Linked DNA regions of Mus musculus: region 1 is linked to region 2. The links are chromatin contacts, called in public Hi-C maps. All regions are on one chromosome and are shown on one strand. The core of a region is the stretch at or near the end of the contact, and the rest is flanking DNA. Distances in the headings are between cores, read along the strand shown.

Region 1 (4,164 bases), core at 1,041-3,540, 260 kb after region 2:
CTTGAAAAGAAATGAAGGAAAAAGATGCCCACGCTCCTCCAGAGTTTCCCTGTTCTCTGGTCAGTCAGGCATGGGAGGGCTGCTATCTACTCTATCTACTCATCCCTGGGTGGGCATTCCTCTATCCCACTCTTCAGGGTGTGGTAAAGGGGCAGCCCAGCCTGGGGACCCCCAAGAAACTACTTTGCTAGAGAGACCATGGTTTTGGGAGAAAGGGAAGAGGGAAAGAGTTCCCAACACTCACCAGAGTTCACAGTGGAACATGAAGGAGCAGAGCAGAGACTCTATGGTTTTAGAGCTTTATTATAGAAATACAGGGGAAAGAGAGAAGGTAGAAAGGAGGAAAAGAGAAAGAGAGAGAGAGAGAGAGAGACGGAGAGAGAGAGAAGAGAGGAAAGAAGAAAAAGAGAAGGGGAAGATGAGAGAGATGTGAGAGAAGAGAGAGGTGAGAGAACAAAGGAATAAGAGAATGAGGGGTGGGCTGAGCACCCCTTTTTATAGTCTTCACTGTTGCTAGGTAACTGCGGAGGAGTTTAGCCTGAAGGTCAGAAGCTTGGGCCATTGCTTATGTGATACTGACCATGGTTCTCTTGTGGGGGTTGTGGGAGGTGGTACCTTAGGCAGGGGCTGGCTTTCCAGGAGCATGAGGGAACACCTACCGTGTCATGTAGGTGATTTATGACCATTGGGGTTCAGACCTCACCTCCACTGGAGACCAGCCTGAAATTCCCCACATATCCTCTGGGAAAGTACCTAACTCTCACACAATTAATTATATATTTACTGACAGGAGTCTAGCATAACTGTCCTTTGAGAGGCTCAAAACAGCATCTGACACAGACATGGGCCGACATCCACAGTCAAAAGATATATGGAGCTATGGAAGAACAGGAAGAAGGTCTGGGGCATCTAATTGGAAAGGATATCAACAGGAAGACAGAGTTAACTAATCTCTACCCTTGCATATCTCAAAGACTGAATTACAAAATAAAGAATATTCTGGGTGGCAAATAGGCCTCCCTGTACATGTGTAGCAAATGAAAAGCTTTGTCTCCATGTGTCCCCCAACAAATGAAGTGGGGGCTATCCCTAGAGCTATTGCCTGTCATTGGAATATGTTCTAAATGCTGGAATGCCTTGTGTAGTCTCAGTGGCAGAGGATGTACCCAGCCTCACAGAGAATTATATGCCAGGGAGGTTGCATACCCAGGAAGGCCTCCACCATTTAGAGAAGAATGGTAGGGAGTATAGGGGGAAGGATTGTTGTGGGGGAAATAAGAACAATAATAAACTTAAAAAGGATCTTATTTTCTTCATTGTCTCGTTTTCTTACTCTGTTTATAGGTCTCTCTGCTTTCTATGTATATAAATATGCATATGTATGCATATTTGTATGTCTATATGTCTGTAAGTATGTATGTATGCATGTGTGTATGCGTGTATGTATATGCAATTTAACAGCTCTGTACATATCTACCTCTGTGCTGCCTCTCTCTCCCTAAGTTTCTAATATATCATATTATATGTCTCTTTCTCTCTCTCTCTCTCTACTTATCTCTGATTCTCTTTCTTTGATATGTCTCTTTCTGCCTTTTTTTTTTTTTTTTTGGTCTATCATCCATTCATCATCTATCTCTTCCTCTGTATTTTGTCCTATCCAAACTATGTGTATATATCACAGATACTGGGACACATGAATAATTATTTCACGAAAATATTGTTTGAGTTTAGACCCTCATTTACTAGGAAAAAAATAATATTATAGTCAATAATTTTTTAAATACAAAATTCTGTTCAATATATCAGTTCACAGTTATAGGAGTTGCCCCATACTTTAATAAATATTGTATATTTAGATTATTTATGTCTATCTCTATCATGAGAATTGAACTCATATGAAGCACTTAAGAGGACAATATTATTTTATATAGTTGTTTTAGATAGATTTCAGTCTATCAAGGAAGAGAAAGAGTAATGAAAGGATGTGTCTAAAAATAGTGTTTTCAACTCCTCACATCACAGAGAATGAGGAGCAGCTAAATTGGCTATAAGCAAAATATAAAAAAAATGTAAATGCTTTCTGACTATTTGATGCTGTCCCCTCAACACAATGATCTCAATTTTTCTAAAATATTCAAAATGGCAACATATAGAAAAAAAATCTGAAGTGCAAAATAAATAGCATATATCAAGGAAGTACCCAACTAGCACACAAGATATATTTGTTCTAGTTACACAGCTTCCAGTTGTTGGAGACCTACACTGAGCCATAATCCAAAACTCCCCTCCCTTCTTGAGAAAATTCTGACCTTTTGAAATAACAGCTGACAGAACATCAAGATTAGATAATAGTACCTGCAAACTTCCTGAGAAAAACCACAGAATGTTCCCTAAACTCAGAGTAGATAACATCTTATGCAGACCCACCCCCACCCCCAGGCTAAGGCATGGCAAGTTTCTCTCTCTTTACTTCCTGCTTCTTACCACTTATATTCTGTAGCCTTGCTCACAATAAACAGACCTTGACAATCATTGCTTGGTCTTGTTCCTTTTTTCTTGCCCATTTCTCTTTCGTGCGTGGTCCCCCTCAGACCCCCTAATGACTGAGTCCTACGGAACGGGAGAAGTGGCGCCCAAAAATGGGGCCCGAGGTACAGAACCTCGCCAGATGGAGCCCATTTTCCTGAGAAGGTCACCTCTACAAGCTATGAAATCATTTTGAGGAGTGCTCTCACTGCTCCTGAGAGAAAGTCTTTCTTGATGAGTTTACATTTCTCTATCCTATAAAATGGGCCAAGAACTTTCTAAAGCAGCACACTTCATTAAGGATCTCAAAGAATCTCTCAGAGAAAGAGGAGATAGAGTTAAAAAGTATGATTTGACAAAAATTTTATCTTTGTCTCCCAAGTCTATAAATGGTTTATAATAGATGGACCAGAGATTCATCTGCTTAAATGGGAAAAGGTAGGACATGATCTTAATGAACTTTTAAATAAAGAAGGACCAGATGCAGTACCTACTCAGAACTTTAGTTATTGGGGTCTTATTAGAGATGTCATTAAGTCATCCTCAACTGAGGCAGGCAAGATTGTTTAATTGGCTGAGGATTTCCTTAACCAATTTCTCACTAGGCTTCTTTGTCCACTGTAAAGATTGCAGACCTGCAGTTGCCACAACCTCCCTCACTATTCCCCTCCGTTATTGTTGATATGTCTTCCCCAGAGGACCCGGCTGCTCACCCCAAAAAGCCTGTCCAACACCTCTATCCTCAACTGCCCACCACTGCAGCTGCATCCAGTGAGCCAAAATTAAAAGAACTCCATTTTTAAGAAACCTCACAACAATAAGATAAGTTCCTCTGAGGAGAGTCATTTCGGGGACGAGGCTGCCTGATATTGCAACCCTGATTGGCCACCCATTGCGAACACAGTGGCACTTTCTAGGCCCCCTCCTTATCCCTCCTCTCCTGAACTTTGTGCACCCGTGGTCTTTCTGCAGTCTCCACAAGGTTAATATCTTTCACAGGCAAAGAATCAGCTATCTAAACAAATTTCAGAACTTAAAGAGGGCCTAAATTTACAAAAACAGTTTGCTGATCTCTCTACAGAGGTCTCATCTCTTCAGGAGTCTGTGAGACAGACAGTTTTCGCTGATCCGTTGATGGCTCCGGTCCATTTCCCTGCTATCTCTGGCGGCCATCAGGCTCGAGGGATGGCCAGCTCGCCTCATTCTCACCCTAACAAAGCCTCCAAAAAATCTCATTCTAATAAAACCTCCCAGAGAGTCAGTTTGAGAAAATCCTTGGCTTTCCCTGTGTCAACATGCCAGAGTGACAGCAAGGCTTCCTCCTCAGAAGAGGACCACACTGCTGATACAGAAAATGGCAAAGAGGATGAAAAAGCAAGTGATAGTGAAACTGAAAATGTGACTGCTGCCACAGATCCCAAGGCCCTGCTGAGAGAGATGACAGAGTATAAAAGATTAAAGTTTAAGCCTCATAAGAATCTCAATACTGCAGTCAAAACTTAAGGTCCTAAGGCATCCTTTACTGTTTCCATGCTTGAAGCCCTCTCTGGAGGGGGAAACATCACTCCCACTGAGTGGTTTAGAACTACCCAGGTAGTTTTATCTCCTGTACAGTTTTTGTCTATGAAATCTGATTTT
Region 2 (3,798 bases), core at 928-3,427:
GAATTATGACCATTGGGGTTCAGACCTCAGTTTGACTGGCGACCAGCCTGCAATTCCCCATGCATCCCCTAAGAAAGTACCTAACTCTCACACAATTAATTATATATTTATTGAGAGAAGTCTAGCATAACTGTCCTTTGAGAGGCTCAAAACAGCAACTGACACAGACAGAGGCAGACATCTACAGTCAAAAGATATATGGAGCTATGGAAGAACAGGAGAAAGGTCTGGGGTATCTAATTGGAAAGGATATCAACAGGAAGACAAACAGAGTTAACTAATCTCTACCCTTGCACATCTCAAAGACTGAATCACAAAATAAAGAATATTCATGGGCTGGAAGTAGGCCTCCCTGTACATGTGTAACAAATGAAATGCTTTGTCTCTATGTGTCCCCCAACAAGTGAAATGGGGGCTCTCCCTAAAGCTATTGCCAGTCATTGGAATATGTTCTAAATGCTGGAATGCCTTGTGTAGTCTCAGTGGCAGAGGGTGTACCCAGCCTCACAGAGATTCTATATGCCAGGGTGGGTGCATACCCAGGAAGGCCTCCACCATTTAGAGAAGAATGGTAGGGAGGATAGGGGGAAGGATTGTTGAGGGGGAAATAATAACAATAATAAACTTAAAAAAGGATCTTATTTTCCTCATTGTCTGTTTCTCTTACTGTTATTATAGGTCTTTCAGGTTTCTCTGCAGATGTGAATGTCTATGCATATGTGAATGTATGCATATTTGTATGTCTAGATGTCTGTATGTAAGTATGTATGTATGCATGTGTGTATGCATGTATGTATATGTAATTTATCAGCCTTGTACATATCTATCTCTGTGCTGCCTCTCTCTCCCTAAGTATCTAATATATCATATTACATGTCTCTTTCTATCTCTCTACTTATTTTTGACTCTCTGTCTTTGATCTGTCTCTTTCTGATTTTTTTTTCTGTCTATCACCCATTCATCATCTATCTCTTCCTCTGTATTTTTTCCTATCCAAGCTATATGTATATATCACAGATACTGGGGACACATGATATAGAGTTGTTTTAGATAGTCATTCTATCAAGGCAGAGAAAGAGTAATGGAAGGATCCAACTAAAAAGAGGGTTATTTTTTGTTGTTTTTTTTTCTCTTTTTTAAAATATTTTTTATTATTATGTATTTTCCTCAATTACATTTAGAATGCTATCCCAAAAGTCCCCCATACCCTCCCCCCCACTTCCCTACCCACCCATTCCCACTTTTTGGCCCTGGCGTTCCCCTGTACTGGGGCATATAAAGTTTGCAAGTCCAATGGGCCTCTCTTTCCAGTGATGGCCGACTAGGCCATCTTTTGATACATACGCAGCTAGAGTCAAGAGCTCCGGGGTACTGGTTAGTTCATAATGTTGTTCCACCAACAGGGTTGAAGATCCCTTTAGCTCCTAACTCCTCATGTTACTGAGAATGAGGATATATAATATCAATTTATAGCTAAATTTATACAATTTATAGCTAAATTGGCTATAAGCAAAATATAAAAAAAAAGTCAATGCTTCCTGACTATTTGTTGCTGTCCCTTCAATATTCAAAGATCTCAATTTTTCTAAAATATTCAAAACGGCAACATGTAGGGAAAAAATCTGAAGTTCAAAATAAATAGCATATATCAAGGCAAGTACCCAACTAGCACACCAAATATATTTGTTCTAATTACACAGCTCCATACCTCTCAGTTGTTGGAGACCAACACTGAGCCATAATCAAAAGCTCCCCTCCCTTCTTGAGAAACTTCTAACCTTTTGAAATAACAGCTGACAGAACATCAAGATCAGATAATAGTACCTGCAAACTTCCTGAGAAAAACCACAGAATGTTCCCTGAGCTAAGAGTAGATAGCATCTTATGCAGAAGCACCCCTGCCCTGGGCTGAGGCATGGGCAAGTTTTTCCCTCTTTACTTCCTGCTTCTTACCACTTATATTCTTTAACCTTGCTCACAATAAACAGAACTTGACAATCATTACTTGGTCTTGCCCCTTCTTTCTTGCCCATTTCTATTTCAGGCATGGTACCCCTCGGACCCCTCGGACCCCCTCCCCTCCCCTCCCTGCGGGTCAGGACAAGTGGCGCGCAAAAGTGGGGTCCAAAGTACGGACCCACACTGGATGGAACCCATTTTCCTGAGGTCACCATGACAAGCTATGAAGTCGCTTTGAGGAGCGCTCTCAGCACTCATGAGGGAATGAGTTTACATTTCTCCATCCTCTAAAATGGGCTGAAAACTTTCTAAAGAGGCAAGCTTCATTAAGGATCTCAAAGCCTCTCTAAGGGAAAGAGGAGTTAGAGTTAAAAAGAAAATTTGACAAATTTTTAATCTTGGGATTGCCAAACAATAACCAGCTCAACTTGAGACCCATCCCCTGCCTAACTCTCACACAATTAATTATATATTTACTGACAGGAGTCTAGCATAACTGTCCCTTTAAAGTGTCAAAACAGCAACTGACTCAGACAGATGTAGACATCCACATCCAAACCATATTTGGTGCTATGGAAGAGGAGGAGGAAGGTTTTCAGAATCTAATGGGAAAGGATATCATCAGGAAGACAAACAGAGTTAACTAATCTCTACCTTTACAGATCTCAAAGACTGAATCAAAAACTAAGGAATATTAATGGACTGGAAGTTGGCCTCCCTGTACATGTGTAACAGATGAAAAGCTTTGTCTCCATGTGTCCCTCAAACAAATGAAGGGGGGGTTATCCCTAGATCTATTGCTTGTCAGTGGAATATGTTCTAAATGCTGGAATGCCTTGTGTGTGGCAGAAGGCATATTCAGCCTCACAGAGACTTTATACACCAGGGTGGTTGCATACCCAGGAAGGCCTCCACCATTTAGAGAAGAATGGTAGGGAGCATAGGGGGAAGGATTGTTGAGGGGGAAATAATAACAATAATAAACTTAAAAAGGATCTTATTTTCTTCATTGTCTGTTTCTCTTTCTCTGTTATCAGTCTCTCTGCTTTCTCTGTATGTAAATATGCATAAGTGAAGGTATACATATTTGTATATCTATATGTCTGTATGTAATTATGAATGTATGCATGTGTGTATGCATATACATATATGTCATTTATCAGCCCTCTATGTATCTATCTGTGTGCTGCCTCCATCTCCCTAAATATCTAATATATCAAATTACATGTCTCTTCCTCTCTCTCTACTTATCTCCGACTCTCTGTCTTTGATCTGTCTCTTTCTGACTTTTTTTCTATCTATCATCCATTCATCATCTATCTCTTCCTCTGTATTTTGCATATCTAAAATATATGAATCTGGGCATGGTGGCACACGCTTTTAATCCCAGCACTCTGGAGGCAGAGGCAGGCGGATTTCTGAGTTCGAGGCCAGCCTGGTCTACAAAGTGAGTTCCAGGACAGCCAGGGCTATACAGAGAAACTCTGTCTCGAAAAACAAAAAAGTATGTATGTATATAGGTACACACACACACACACACACACACACACACACACACACACACACACATATATTTATATGTATATATCAGAGATACTGGGGACACATGAACTAATTATTCCACAACAATATTGTTTAAGTTTAGACCCACACTTACTAGGAAAGAATAAAAATGGATACTATTGTCAATATTTTTTTTGAATACAAAACTCTGATCAATATATCAGTTCACCGTTATATGAGTTGTCCCATACTTTAATAAATATTCTATATTTAGATTATTTATGTCTCTCTCAGTCATGAGAAATGAACTCATATAAAGCACTTAAGAGGACAATA

What was found. Hi-C and Micro-C count contacts between places; a contact is called where the count stands out from the background.
Region 1: a Hi-C map of the G1E-ER4 cell line shows a contact between it and region 2, with 4 times the contacts expected there. The contact joins two enhancer-like sites. A contact is called at or near these places in 5 of 484 Hi-C or Micro-C datasets (CD4 T cells, the G1E-ER4 cell line and Th2 cells) and 1 of 115 datasets of contacts at active chromatin or transcription factors (thymocytes).

Annotation. Positions count from the first base shown.
Region 1 is chr17:18,716,066-18,720,229 of GRCm38.p6, forward strand. No RefSeq gene overlaps it. Among named protein-coding and RNA genes, the nearest start is that of Vmn2r96, 140 kb to the left of the region's middle. Within about 2 kb of position 2,291, at least 12 of the 459 cell types and tissues checked have an H3K27ac peak or open chromatin away from gene starts, as enhancers often do. A contact at or near this core is called in the G1E-ER4 cell line and Th2 cells, where this site is marked.
Region 2 is chr17:18,456,549-18,460,346 of GRCm38.p6, forward strand. No RefSeq gene overlaps it. Among named protein-coding and RNA genes, the nearest start is that of Vmn2r95, 34 kb to the left of the region's middle. Within about 2 kb of position 2,178, at least 17 of the 459 cell types and tissues checked have an H3K27ac peak or open chromatin away from gene starts, as enhancers often do. A contact at or near this core is called in the G1E-ER4 cell line and Th2 cells, where this site is marked.